Linked DNA regions of Anser cygnoides: region 1 is linked to region 2. A link is a contact called in public Hi-C data. All regions are on one chromosome and are shown on one strand. Each heading gives the region's core, a stretch centred on a gene start, on an enhancer-like site or on the middle of the called end of the contact. The rest is flanking DNA. Distances are from core to core; before and after follow the strand shown.

The links. Hi-C and Micro-C count contacts between places; a contact is called where the count stands out from the background.
Region 1: a Hi-C map of liver shows a contact between it and region 2, with 1.8 times the contacts expected there. The contact joins two enhancer-like sites. A contact is called at or near these places in 3 of 7 Hi-C or Micro-C datasets (granulosa cells and liver).

Annotation. Positions count from the first base shown.
Region 1 is chr1:30,068,344-30,075,186 of Taihu_goose_T2T_genome, reverse strand. It overlaps DOCK4 (dedicator of cytokinesis 4), which reads right to left. Exons shown (of 51, transcript XM_066991669.1): 49 at 4,650-4,763; 50 at 3,686-3,747; 51 at 1-1,263. The coding sequence ends at 838. Among named protein-coding and RNA genes, the nearest start is that of IMMP2L, 23 kb to the left of the region's middle. Within about 2 kb of position 1,331, at least 2 of the 3 cell types and tissues checked have open chromatin away from gene starts, as enhancers often do. A contact at or near this core is called in liver, where this site is marked.
Region 2 is chr1:29,729,707-29,737,190 of Taihu_goose_T2T_genome, reverse strand. No RefSeq gene overlaps it. Among named protein-coding and RNA genes, the nearest start is that of IFRD1, 7.4 kb to the right of the region's middle. Within about 2 kb of position 5,165, at least 2 of the 3 cell types and tissues checked have open chromatin away from gene starts, as enhancers often do. A contact at or near this core is called in liver, where this site is marked.

The DNA of each region.
Region 1 (6,843 bases), core at 82-2,581, 340 kb before region 2:
TTGTACCCAAGTAACACACAGACCGCATTTTAGGATGAACTCTTAAAAAACAGCAGAGAGCCTCCACTGGCAAACTGCTACTTTTTAAAAACAAACTAAAACAAAATCAGTAACTAGAACAATAAAGGTAAATTGCACCTCAAAAAGAAAAGGATGCACTGGGTACAGCAGTACAATCATGGCACAGAAATCTTACCGAGATTCACCACTGAGGTGCTCTCCACTGAACGAAATGCAGGTATTTCCCAATCTTAAAAGTAACATGAACCAAGTATTTGCTTCAAAAATTCCAAACCACGTTCTTGCTCAGTTCTCTGCAGTGTAACTTGCATCATATCTCAGTTTTTCCACAGACATTTGAAATGACCAACCTGTTCAGCAGATAAGAGAAACAACTTCCAGCCTACTTGCGGAAACATCCTAGTCTACAGACTACACTTTGTTAGAAAGCGTGCATTTATTTCTAGTAGTAAAGATCCAGTCAGTATATTCCGTGTTTTGTAAGAAGCATTCAGCTAGCTCAGATGAGAGTTGTAGGGTTTTAGATTCAACTTTTTTAAATAAAAACAAAGTACAAATAAAAGCATTTATCAGTATTCACCACCGTGAAAGTAAAAAAAAGCCTCTCATTCATGCTTCCTGCAATATCTGGCAACCTAAATTAGTAATTTCATTTTAAAATGTGCAACATAATATTAACAAGCATTTAAAAATTACTGAAAAGAAAAAGTGGGCAGAACATTAAAGTGCCTAACTAAACGCATTTTACCATTTTTAAAAAATACCATGTCCTAAACGGTCACGAATCGGTTGCGATTAAATACAAAAAGTGGCTTCTCATAACTGAGACACTTTTCGCGGCAGAGGCCTGGGCCGGGGAACCTGCTCAGTCCTCCTGCTGCTGTTCTCCAGGTTGTTCGGCCGCACCAGCTGCGGCTTGGGCGGCAGCGCCGGCGGGTCTGCGGCGGGCGGGATGGAGAGGCTGTGAGGTAGAGGAACGGGGCGTTTCAAAGTCCGCTCGTACACGCTGTAAGGTGGCGGGGTTTTGCTTTCTTTTCTCACAGGCTCCTCCGAAACGCTGTAGCTCGGGACAGTCACTGCTTGTTCGCTGCCTTGGCTTTCAAAGCCCGACGTCTCCGACGTGCTACATCGGCTGAGCGAAGAGATGCCGCTGCTGTAGCTCCCCGACAGCACCGGGGAATTGGATATGAGCCCCGAGGAATGATACTCCACTGGAGACGGCGTGAACGACTGCACGGACCCCTGCTCAAATGAAAGGGCGTAAGAAGAATTTACCCGCGGTAAAGCAGGGAGAGCATTTCAGCCCCCAGACTGGAAACAGACAGAGGCATTTGCACAGGTTCTGCGGTTTGATAAATGTAAAGCGCTGCATCTCGGTTTTAATTAAGAACCAGTGAGAAACCCAATAACGAGCTCATTTCAAAAGTGCCCAAGTACACCCTAAGCAGTGCTCATGCCAGTAATTAATTTAAGTAGAAGCAAAACTGTATTTAAATGTTATCTGATTATCATCATACTCTGGAAAAATCTGGAAGCCTTTATTTAAAACGAACTCTCGAGTTTCGCAGCTCTTTAAACGAAATACATACCCACGCATCGTGTGTGCCTAGTGGTGTCCTGCCCCCTAATGCCAAAACGCAGGACTTGCATCGCATTCAGAGCTGATGCTTCGATCTCTTCTTCAACATCCATTTTCCAAAGCTGTTCTCACGACTTTTAGTTTAGTCATGCAACAAAAGGCACATTTAGGCCGTGGTGTTTGAACTGCAGTTCCTCTGTCCCATCTCCCGGCTGTTTTTCAGACGCACCGTGCCGCTGTGCGTGACCCAAAACACCACCACAGCCCTGGGGACAAGGGTCCAGGGGAGGACAAAGGTTGCAGGCGCTACACCAGCAGCCCTGCGGGTCTGTGGGGAAGGTGAGGGACCAACGGCAGCACCGACGAGGAGCAGAGGCAGGGGCAGGAAAGCCCTACCTAACACCACGGAGCCCTGCTCTAGTGAAGCAAGTTCAGCTAACGCTGTCAGATGCTAGAGCACACCTTAAAAGTTGAAAAGGCTTTGCGACATTTCTGATTTTGACTAGAGCAGTCTGAGACAACCTAGATTTAATGGTCTCTAGCACAGACTAAAAAAGGAATGGAGAAATCATGTCAAAGACAGATTTCTGAGCCCGATTCTTATTAGACTGCCTGGCACCCAGCTGCTCAGCTTTAGGTGGAAGTGTGAGCCATGCAACAGGGGTGAGGAGGGGAGGGAGGGAAAAGGGGCAGAAAGGTACGAGCTGGCTGCACTGACTTTATTCTGTTGAGATAATCTCAGTTATTAGGACTGGATCCACAGCGCCCTGAAAGCAATGGAAAAATATTCATTTGCATCAGTGGGTTTTGTACTAAGACAGCCTTCTCTGGCAGAACATAACAGTTGGAAAAAAAGCTAAAGATCGAGCCATTCAAGCTATGGAAAAACAGAGCAAGTTTTCTTACAACCTCAGTACATGTTGAAAACATTTCACACGTTGTGGGGATGCTGCTTATTAAATACTTGCTTCAGATTCCGTCCCCCTGTGTGTAAGGAAGCTGCAGCTGCACTCCTATCCACACAAACATCCAGGGTCAAAGTTTTCAAATAAATGACGCAATAGGTTCAAGTTCCAAGAGCACTCGACACTTGGATTAAGTGACTATAGATAAGACTTAGAAGCTTTGCTTTTGTCACTCAGAACAAGAGCAAATATGCGTAAACCCTGCCTGCTTCAATTCAGGAGCTGAGCAGGGGGAAGCACTTAGCTCCTGACAGCGCTGCAAACTGCTCCTGTCAGTGGTGAGTAACAGTCTAGACACCAAAAGTGTCTGGAAACTCATGGATGCCTGAAGCGAGATCCAGCAACTCTCACAAGTATTCTGGGCCAACATTCCTCTCCTCCCAGGTGGCATTCCAGAGTTTGGCTGTAAAACGCTTAAATTCTGTCCGGGCCTTTAGAAAAAAAGGTTAGGATGAGCTTGAAATACCCCTAAGAACCAGCAGTACTGAGTCAATTCAAGAACGCAGGCCGTCGCTCGCCTTTTGTACGATATCCTAATGCTCTGAAGAGCTTCCTCGTAAGCAGCTAGTGGGAAACCTGGCATCAGCGCTCTCTTCAGCACAAGGTGTACCACGGCAATGGGACTACAGGGCACGTGACAGCAAGCACAATCCCTCTGTATTGAACCTGGTCCACTTTGCAGCCACAAGTGGAGAAGTAACAGGCTCACGGGACGATAAGCAGAAAGATGACTGTAGACTTGCATCTCCTTTTGCCACTGCTGGAGACAGCATTCTGGACTAGCTGGCACTTCTTACGTTTATTTCTTACACTCTATTTTGTCCACTGACTCAGGTGAGCTTGATTACACATATAAGTGAGAAGCCTAATACTGACAGGCTACAGAGTCTGAAGATTATGTTTCTTACCTGCAGTTTTGAAAATCTTCAGACCTGCTGTGATTGTTATGACTACTTACTTTTTGGATTTTGAATAGGCATATGATAATGAAATAAATATACTTATTTCAGTGTAATGAATGAAAGAGGTAATCCCAAATAACATATTTAACATATATGATTTACCTCACAACACCTACAGTCAGTCCCACAAAGGAAATTCACTTGCAAAAAGACTGTACCTTCATCGGTGATCTGCCAGCAGGAGAAGGGGAAACAGTGGCTATGTGTCTTGCTGGTGACGCTGTAAAGGCAGAAAGATTTCAATGCAGTCTTAGCATTACAATTTTACAATTTTCATTAAGAAATCTTTTTAAATAGATAAGAGATCATTCTACATACAAGCATTATCTCTGGTTCCCTCTACATATTTGCTCAATAGCTGCAAATAGTCTTAGGGATTCTGTTTATGTTTTTTTTTTTTTTCAGGATTATCTTGCCATACAACCAATGAAATACAAGAAATTTCTGCATCCATCTTTTATTTTATACCACTGTAAATTGGTTTACATCCTACCAAATGATACAGGGCTCAAATTAAGTCAGTATTTTCTTCTCCCCTTTCCCATCCTCCTTTTTTTTTCTTAAGAATTATGTTCTGTATTTTTATGTCAAGTAAGAAAAAATGAAATACAAAATGTACTTACTTTGAGGCATAAGGCTAAAACTCCAAAAAGTTTCCACCCCCTTGAGAGCAATTATATTTCTAATACCACTTAAGAAGTCTTTTCTTTAAATGGAAATTAGTCTTTTGAAGGGCAAATTGGTTACAGGAACAGAACTCACGTACTTTCATGATTGCTGTGCATGTGGTAAGATTCTTTTTCTTTAATGATCATTTCCGATTGCTAACCTCTAATTATCATAAGATCAAAAGATTAAATTTGATCATCCTCCCTAGTTACCAGAATGAACTGTCTGAAACTACACAGTCATTAAATGAAGAGGCAGAGTACTGGAAACAGAATGCTACAAAGAAGCCTAATGAGATGAAAATACTTGAAGTTCTACAGCCTTCTATGTAAGTAATCAAATAATAAACTAACGTGCCCAAGAAGCTCAATGTTAGTCAGAGCGGAAAGAATCTAAGCACTCAGGTAAATCAGTTTTTAACTGGAGTTTAGCCTGAAATGTCCATTAACTCACCAGTCTGTGCAGGTCTCGGTGGTACAGGAGGAGATATAAGCTTTCCACTGTCTGATGTGTTTCTGGCTTCTTTCCCACTGTCCAGGCTCCAGCTGCTGGGAGTGGTGTTTACAGCTGGAAGAGAATGCAAAAGCTGACACAGGCATCACCACTTTTAGCTGCCACATCCAAGCTCTGTTACTTGCCTTTCTCCATGCGGGTACAAATATGCAGAGTGAAAATGTTAAACAGCTGTAACTGCATGCCTGAAAAGCTCTCGTGATTGCATCATCATTTGAAAGGCTCTTAAATAAAGCCTGTCAGTCTCCTGGTTTACCTGACATATGCATCTGGCCCTGCGGTCAGTTTAAGATTGCATAGCAGTTTGGACCATCAATAACAGCAGCAGCTGATATAGCACTCTGGTGTACTGCAGATGTCCCACAAAGGGAGATAAGCTTGAAGCCTGTTAACATAATCAGTTTATCTTTGCACCAGACTCCTATTTAAAGGTTTCTAGGTGTAAGAAAACAGCCTATTCATAAACTGTTTCCATTAACTCATTTTATATGCAGAAGGGACTAGAGAAAGAACTCACCAAACTCCAATCAAGATCCCTCAGAAAGCTTTCAGTGCTAACAGTCTTTTGTTGCCTGCATAGGCTACGAACTCAGAAGTGAAGGAAGACGGAAAGAAGGGCACAAAATGGGGAGAGTGAAAATGGGAAGAAATATAAAAGTGTTTGAACAAAATCAAATTAAGAAAATACTATGGATTAACACAATATATATACAATATATATACACGCTGTCTGTATCTGTGGTCCAGGATCCTGCAAACTGACTATCACCTGGACATGTATAAAACTGGCTGTTGTAGTATCTGTGTTACTTTCACCAAATTCCATTTAACTGAATGATCCCCATAAGGTTTGGAACAGCTTCCATAATGGAACTGGATTATTTCTTGTTATCATACAGCCACTGCTATTGGAAAGAATAAGACAGACACGAAGGGCATTTAACATGGACAGGACACAAACTAATGAAAAATTTGCAATTTTTCTTACACATCCCATAAACAGTGAACAAGCTGCTTCCAAAGAAAACAAACAAACAAAAAATGAGACAAACAAACAAAAAATGAGACAAACAAACAAACTAGCAGAGGAAAAGAATACCTGAGAGCTTTAAAACCTCAAACCTCTTCGACCAAGTTAAAAGTTTTTCAGGAAGTAACATGAACTCATGCCTTGCTAAGACAGTTTCCTTCTTGTCTGCTAGTGTCATACTTGTGAGGAACCACGTGGAAGGACTTCATGCTCATTTACTAAGATAGAGTGAAATTCAAAGTGCTGCTGCTGAATGCTGATTGATATTAGCAATTATTGCTATTGCGGCAGCACCAAGGGCTTTCAGAAGGACTGGAATCACACTATACTAGTCTATACCAGACTTAACACAAAAAAACATGAAAAAAATATTATTTGTAGTGTATCTGTAACAATATTGCTAGAGAATAATTGCACATCAGTTGACCCTGAGAATAGTGCACAAAATAATCTGTCTGTTTTCTAGAGGATCATTTTGCCTTTTTATTGCCAGAGTATGCAATTCACTGTTTGCTTTTTATCGTAGGCTGTCACCTAGCAGTGTGGTTTTGCCCTCAGCCTAAAAATGACTTGGCACCAGGCCTGGGTACTTCAAATGCCTGAATCTCTTGAGAAGCCAATTTTTTTCCTTTTTAAGTTACCCTAGTAGTCAATTCTTTGGACTGCTAAAAAGTCTCCTGGAGAGAATACTTTATTTTAACAATTCTGTAATGTACTTGGCTGCATAGACCAATGGAAAAGTTTTGACATTTTCATGTTATTTCATGTTTTTCACTCCTGTGAAAAATTCCACTCTTCATTTTACATCAAAACCTGGACACATAAATATTTATAAAAATCAACTCTTACTGATGAAAATCTGAGTCTCAGTCAGTTCTTGTTTATAGTATGCTCTTGAAATGTTAGCTTTTAATACATCTATTTTATTGTAGCCTTTATTCAGGGTGCAACAAAGGGTAGCACAATGAAATTATGGAGCATAAAATGCATACAGAGCACATAACAAAATCTTGGCAAAACAACTGTGCCAATAATATTGAATTTCCCCATGTGAAAAATTATAAAAGGCAATATTGTTTATTGCAATTCATAGGTTTCTTTCTT
Region 2 (7,484 bases), core at 3,916-6,415:
CCCTGGTGCTGAGCCTCACAGGTGCTCTGATACCTCCACAGCCCATGACAGGTTAAGAGGCAAAGACTGCTGGTTGCACGCTCTCCTGAAAGGGAATTTGAACGGTGAGAAACGGCACAGCCCCTTATCGCAGTTCTTGGGTTTGGGGATGTAAGTCATCTTGTCTTCGCTGGGAGTGAACGGGAACTCCCATCCTGACGAAACATCTGCTTCCATCATCGGCTTATCGCCACAGAAACGTCTGTAACACCTGAAGTTTTGGCTAGTGGCTTGCTTTCATGAGATAACAGAGTAAATCATGTTTATGGACGTCAATCTGTCCCAGATTGCACTTCTTTTATTAGTGAGAAATGAGCTGTGACTAATGGAAACAAATGATGTCATGAGGTTTTATGGTGCTGTCTTGAGTTAGAAAGGATAATATTTCGAGAAAGAATAGATGGCTTTTGTAGCTACACTCCATTTTGAACACGGTAGATACTTCGGAGTAATCTTTCCTTCTGAAAACCCTCCTGAATACTCTCTGAAAGCCCTCAAGGTGTAATAAGCCTTATTGCAAGAAAATCTCACTAACACTGCTCAGAGATGTCCCTTGTGCAAACCAGGCCAGTGATTACTTTGTTGTAAAGCAACTTGATCTAAAAGAAGTGCAGATCAAAAGAAGCCTCCTTTAGTTATATAAAACCCTGTAATTATGAGGTTAGCTAATTTGCAGAAAAAAAGAATGCAACCCCTGGGTTTGTTCATAGGTTAATGTATTCTGTCTGACAGCACATGAGGAAAATGGACTTTTGCACCTTTAATTGTTCCTGCGGTTAGTCTGTATGGGAAGTGCCTTCTTTTAAAAACCTCAAATGCTATTATGTTTTATTACTACTTGTGTCAAAAATTTTGTTGCAAGCTACAGTGAGTATTCATCCTATCTGGGCCTGTAATAGTCTAGCATGCAAACCTGACTCTTCCTTAGTGCTAGCTATTCAACTGCATCAAAAGGCAGCCAGAATTACATTTTCAGCATGTCATTTTGCTGCTCTGGAGATGCTTTCAAATCAAAAATGGAAGGGGTGGTACACGCAAAACTAGTGGCCCATCGTTAGTCTACAGGGTATGTCTCATCCCTCCAGCACTGTTTATATACCAAATAAATAGACTGAAGAGAGTTAGAGATTATTCTAACAGTCCAAGGTACAATTATGAATAGACAAATTCTGTGATGTGAGAAGGAAACAGTTTCTAGCTGTCCTCTGAGGTCACTTTCTTAACACCAGTGCTGTGGCACGCAGTGGTGTGTGATCACAGGGAAGTGTGGGGTGCTGGGCAGCAGCTCCCAAGAGGAGCCTGCTCTGGTGGTTTGGCTTTTTTTTGCTCCCTGGACTTTGCCCTGCAGGAGGAGGGAAGGGCACTTGAAGGCTTTTGAGCTCCACCCCTCTCCCTGTGCAGGCAGGGTGCTGGGTGCCTTTCCAAGCTGCAGCACAGACCTTTGCTGGAAGCCTCCTTCAAAAATCAGGAGCTCTCTGAAAAGACTGGATTTAGATGCAGATGTAAATTCGGACCAGAATAGTGATCGGCTCTCTCCAATGCCAAGAGACAAAAGGGAACTTTCCCTATATTTAGAAGTGGGATCTGAAACAAACCAAAAAAAAAAAAAAAAGCAAAACCAAACTGAACCAAAAACTCAAAAAACACCTTAAAACACACACAAATGATAAATAACCCCAAAAGATGTATTTTGTCTCTTGGCCAACTAAGACCCCTCATAACAATAGCAGCCATGTCCCATACAATACTGCATTGTATTGTCTTATATCTTGTAGCGTCCTGTTTTTTCCATTACCACCTTGCTCATGCTGTTTTCCATCCTGAGCCCATTGACCCTGTGCTAGGAATGGGAAGACCAGAGGAGCGGAGCTGCCAGATGCTAGGAGATCCTGACCCCCACCCACTCGTGGGCCAATGTCCCCATCCCCAGGGCTGTGCCTGACGCCTGGGGCTGGCAGAAAATGGCCAAAAAGGCAGCGGAAGACTGAACGGGGTTTTGGCACTGACTTCTCTGAGGCGAGGATTTGGCTTTTAATGACAGCACGGGCAGGTGTGGCGCGGTGCTGGCATCAGTCTGGCTGGTCTGGGATGCTGATCTCAAGGCAGAGGAATGCTGCACGTTGTTATTACTGCCTGTAACCAGCCAGCTCATGAAGCACCGCGCTATTTCCACTGCGTCTCTGCTACAACCTCCATGGCAGCTCCCGTCAGAGGCACGCTTACGGGGCCCCTGAAGCCTCCCAGGAATGCGGGGCCATTCCCGCTCCTGCTGCCTGTGGCTGTCCGAGGTGACAGCGTGGGGACCACAGAGGGGCCTCTGACTCCTGTGTGAGGGATGCCATTTTCGAAGGTTACGCAGGCAGTATTTTCAGTGGGCTGGGCCTTACGTGAGGAAGTGAGTTGTTGGACCGGGGGATCTCCAGCGTGGAGGCTTACTCATCCACACATTCAGTATGAAACTGTTGCATGACACACATTTCTCTCTTCTTCCTCTTTTTTTTTTTTTTTCTTAGTAATTCCTTCTTCCTCTTTCTTTCTTAAGGTCCTTGTGCTGGGCCCATCGCAGTATCAGGAAGCACGGCTGGGAGCTGAGGAGGGTTTCATGGCAAGGGGCCGGGCCAGGAGACGCACGCCATGGGCCTGGCAAAGGACCACGGCTTGTCACGTGTCACCGAGCAGCTGGCTAGGAAAGATAGTGTTTAAACAAACTGTTGTGTGCATTTCCATGCCAGTACCTGTTTGCCCACATTCTTATTTTCAAAGTGCACCTCTTACACACACTTGAATGAGTCATTATTCTTGGCTGGCATTGACGGTACCTGGAAATCCTAAACTTTATTGCCCTATACATTCCCTGTACTCCACAGATTGCATGGGAGATTTCTGTAGGGGTTTTTGCATCGTTTTTTTCTGTTCCATTTACACCTGCTTTTCTCTGTTTTCTTCCAGAAAGTTCCTCTACAAGGCGTTTCCCCTTAGTGCAAAAGCCCCTCTATGTAGCTCCTTATTGACTAAATGCTGGCTAAGCAATAGCAATTTGATTTGTTACATTTTATTCATCAGTGCCTGGAAGGTTAAAGCAGCTTTTCCACCCAGGAGTGTGTCCTCACCTGTGGGCATTGAAGCCAGGGCCCGCACATAACTTCATACCGATGTCAGCTTGTTCATGCTCGCCTGTAACGTGATAGCTTTACTACATCACATGCAGTCATTTCTAGAATATTGGAGGAATGTTATAAATATACTTGGGCAGAAAATGCCTGATGTTGAGAACAATCACCCAGAGAGTGACAGTCAGAGCTTCTATTTAGCATGTCCAGCAGCTTCACCAGTAGCTGGAATGTGCACCCCTCAAAATATAAGCTGATAAAATCTTCCAGCATCACGAAGATCCCTTGAGTACAGAGGGATGGGAAGGGAGCACACAGTCATCCTGTGGGGAACAGGAATGCAGGTATGCAAAAGTATCTGGGATACGACAGGTCTTTGAGGCCCCACAAGGTGTACAACCTGATCTTTCCTTGATGGACTTAGGTAGACTAAAAGCCATGTGTCTATCTCCCCTCATGATACTGCAGAAAAACATCAACTCTCCCTTTCTTGGAAATGACCTTTATCACTCCTCTCCCTATCTTGCTCAACCACCACACTGTAAACCAGCAGCTGAAACAATCTTTCCCCTCCACCAGTTAACCACTCTTCGTATTTCCAGTTTTTGGTGTAAAGAGAAGTACGAAGTCTGAATGTTATTGAGACTGTGGAGCATGGGCTTTGGCAGATCCTCGCAGCTTCGGTGCAACTTGCAGTGAGAAATCACCTTTCAAATAAGCTGCAATCAAATAATCGTCTTTCAAATAAGCAGCAGTTTCCACTGACTGAATGGTAATAAGGCTGTGATTGCCTAAGAGCTGATAACAGCTTTATTGTTACATTTCCCTCTGTTCCAAGAACAACTTTATGATTAAGAAATGATACCTTTTGACGTTCGCTATTTGGGCAGCCTGGCAAATGTATAGGCAACAAGTTGGTGACTATTCAGCACAGAACGAGAGCTTCTGACAGGAGTTTCTTGTTCTTGGGAGCAGGCAGACCAATGCTGCCACTGATGGCAAGGACACAAAAAACAAGAGCGCGTTAGTGAAACGTAAAATTGCCGTATGAAGTGGCGGGTGATGTCTTTATAGAGAAGATTTAAAATATTGCCCAAGAAGAACTCACTTTAAGATCTGGGCTGACAGAAATTAAGTAATAATTCAAAAATTTAATAATCTGAAGTGAAAGATCATGGACTTCAGACTAACAAGAATTTCAAGTCTAAACTAGAGAGTTAATGAACTGTAAATGGTGAGGAGGGAAATATAGTGCAGAATTCAGGCCTGTTAAAAGTTAACTAGCTGGCAACTGTTTCAGGATATTTCTGACAGAGAAGTATGAAAGCTACTGATGACAGTGATGAGACTGTATCTGGAATACTGGAATACTGTGTTTTTTACCATGAAAGATAAATTCTCATCAGGACCTGTGCAGAGAATGGCATCAAGAGATAAAGAACAACAGCATTAAAGCCTGGATTCATGATCCCCACCTCAGAAACTTCACAAAGACATGTCGATTAGGGGCACAGTCACCTGGGACTCCTGCAGGTGATGGAAAGAGGTGGGTATCTCCAGCCATTCAGCCTAAGTTCTGGCTAAGTTCCTAAATTAGACATTTTATTTAAATACTTTAAGCTACATGCAAAGAACATTGCCCTACATGGTGCCTTCAAAAACAAAGTTTGAGAAAGCAACCAGCTGCTCTCAGAAGAGTAAACACCACAGAAGAGGTGAAGGTCAGGTTTATCAGCAGGACAAACTGATAAATGCTGCACATGAATAAATTGCTCTGGTAAAGAGAAAGCTGATTTTTGGAAACAGCCTCCCACATGTAGATGGATTCTTAACTAGAACTAAGTTGCAGCTGAACAGGTTAATTTAAGATGTTATATGAAGAACATACCTGGAAGAGCAAACATTTAGACAGGCAGATACAAAGAAATCCCTTCCAATCCTTTGTGCTGCGCTATTCTATTTGGATTTTTATCTCTTAATACGAACAGGACTAACGCTTTACATCTGCATTAAAAGAGATGCCTTGCAAACCAGCATGTTTTGGCAAAGAGCTAATGGAAGGTGCTGCCACTTTGTCATTGCTCATGTGCATCACGCAGAGGCAAGAGGAAAATCTGTTTCCTGGGATCAGAATTGCTCAAGAGGAAAACAACCAAGAAAGCAATGAGTTTCTGAGCTTCCCATGTGTAGTTGCACAGTATATCTCAGCAAACCACATGAAATTACTTGTGCTGTCTGAAGTGAGGGAGGCCTACTCTCCTAAGCAATAGGCAAGAGCATTGCAAGGGTACTACTGTTCGGGAGGATCTGGAGTGCCATGAACCTGCTTCCCATAGTCGGTTGCATGCGTAGCATGTGCAGTGGTGTAGACAACTGATGGCAAGCTAGGCCAGGCTAGAGTCCTTCCACTTTCTGGCTGTTGCAGTAATGGAAAATCATTGCCCATGGAGCAGCTCCGCTTGTGAGTCTGAAGTGGCTGGACATGCAGTTAGAAGTTTCCCTGCAAATACAAACAAGGATTATCGATTGCATCTGTGTGTTTACAAATGAGGTGGCAGAGCACAACCAGGTACCTGGCAAGCAGCTAGAAAAGGACACGGGACTGTGAGCATGGAAAGGGCTTGGTTTAAGCGTTGGCAGAAATGAGATTTGGCGTATTGTCTCCTGCTATTTAATCCTTACTGGTTTTCGGTGGAATGAGCCTCTGTACACATTGCCTGAGATAAAGGGGCAGAAACAGAAAAATATCTGATTCCCCTACAAATGCCACTGAACATTGGCTAACTGCTCAGGTCAACAGGGTTGCAATGCAATAGAAACATGTTTGCTGAGGGGAACAAGATGTGTACTCCTGATTGTTGTACCACATGATAAGGGAAAGGCTGTGTCACAGTCCTCTAATTCTATCCAACCCTGATAAGTCGCAAACAATTTTTTGGGGGGTGGAAGTCATTAGGAATTTTAGGTTTAAACTTGAACTTGGATCTAAAGAAATCATTTTAAAAATATTTCATTTTAGAATAGCAGAAAATTGATGATTTTCCTCAACCATATTGAACATCATAGAGGCTGATATTAGGAAATCCGACATTTTGCAAAACAGGCTGAGAAACCATGTGAAGCAAGACACAAACCAACAACAGATAAGATTTTAAGAGGCACGAAACACTGGCTTTTACAACACGGTTTTAAAACAGCACAATGTTGATTACCCAAATTTATTTCACTAAAGCCTCACAACAATAAACTAGAGACAAATCCAGCATCCCATTACATTTTTTCTATTTTATTCACCTTTATTCTAGCAAAATATTATTAGCTATTGCAAAATGATTGCAAGGGCTTAAGTTTGACAAGGAGGCTTGTCTTTCTTTTTCCAGTTGAGGACAGCTGATATGTAATGCTGTTATGGTCAGGAATAACATTTGTGGTCAGTTGCTATCGACAGTGATGGTCCAAGTCCAGGAGGCCAAATTTAGATGTAAAATTAATAATGGCATATGTACCAGAGAGCTTAAGTATGGATTGTTTCTTTCTTTCTTACCAGGAAAAGCTCTTACTGAGGTCCAAGAAGGTTTGGCATGAATAAGTCACAAGTATGGAGTGAAGGATCTGCCTCATGAAAAGGAGGTAAGTATCAGTAAAAAAATGGATAAAATCAGCCGAAAGTTCTGGACTAGGGACCCAGCTAAACCCTCTTGCCTTGGAAAGTCAGGGTATTGTGTGACTGAAGATGTGCCCAACTGTATAAAATATATAGTATTTGATAATGTGCATAAATATTCTACTGCAGAGTTAATTTAATGAGGATCGTAAATTTAAAACAGCAAAATACATCTTTCTTTTATGTGCAAAGTGCAATACATGCCTCTAGCACATACATATTGTAAACACCCCCAAGGTTGTGAGAGGATATCTGTGTCCATTAACCGCCTAGCTGATTTGCATGGTCATGCCTCTAAGCAGGCAGACCTTCTAAATCCAGACACTCACCATAAATAATTGAACTTCTTTCCCGATTGCTTTCTTTTCCCTCCAAAATACCCTCTGAAGGTCCATACACACAGTGCTGCTGAAATTAGGGAAAAGACCACAGGCTTGTTTCGCATTACCTTACGGTACTGGACTTCAGCCAGCTGTAGACGTCAGGAACCTTCGGTGTTTGAAGTTACTTCTTCAGCTAAGGCCAAAACTCCCTCGGGCTCTAATAATAGCTGCTCCAATAGCTAGCCTGCCGTCACATTTAATTTTATTCGGGACTTAGATGTTTGACCACAGCTGGCTGGGATTCCAGAATATAAATAAGAAGGTGGGAGGTAAACGATGTATGAAAAC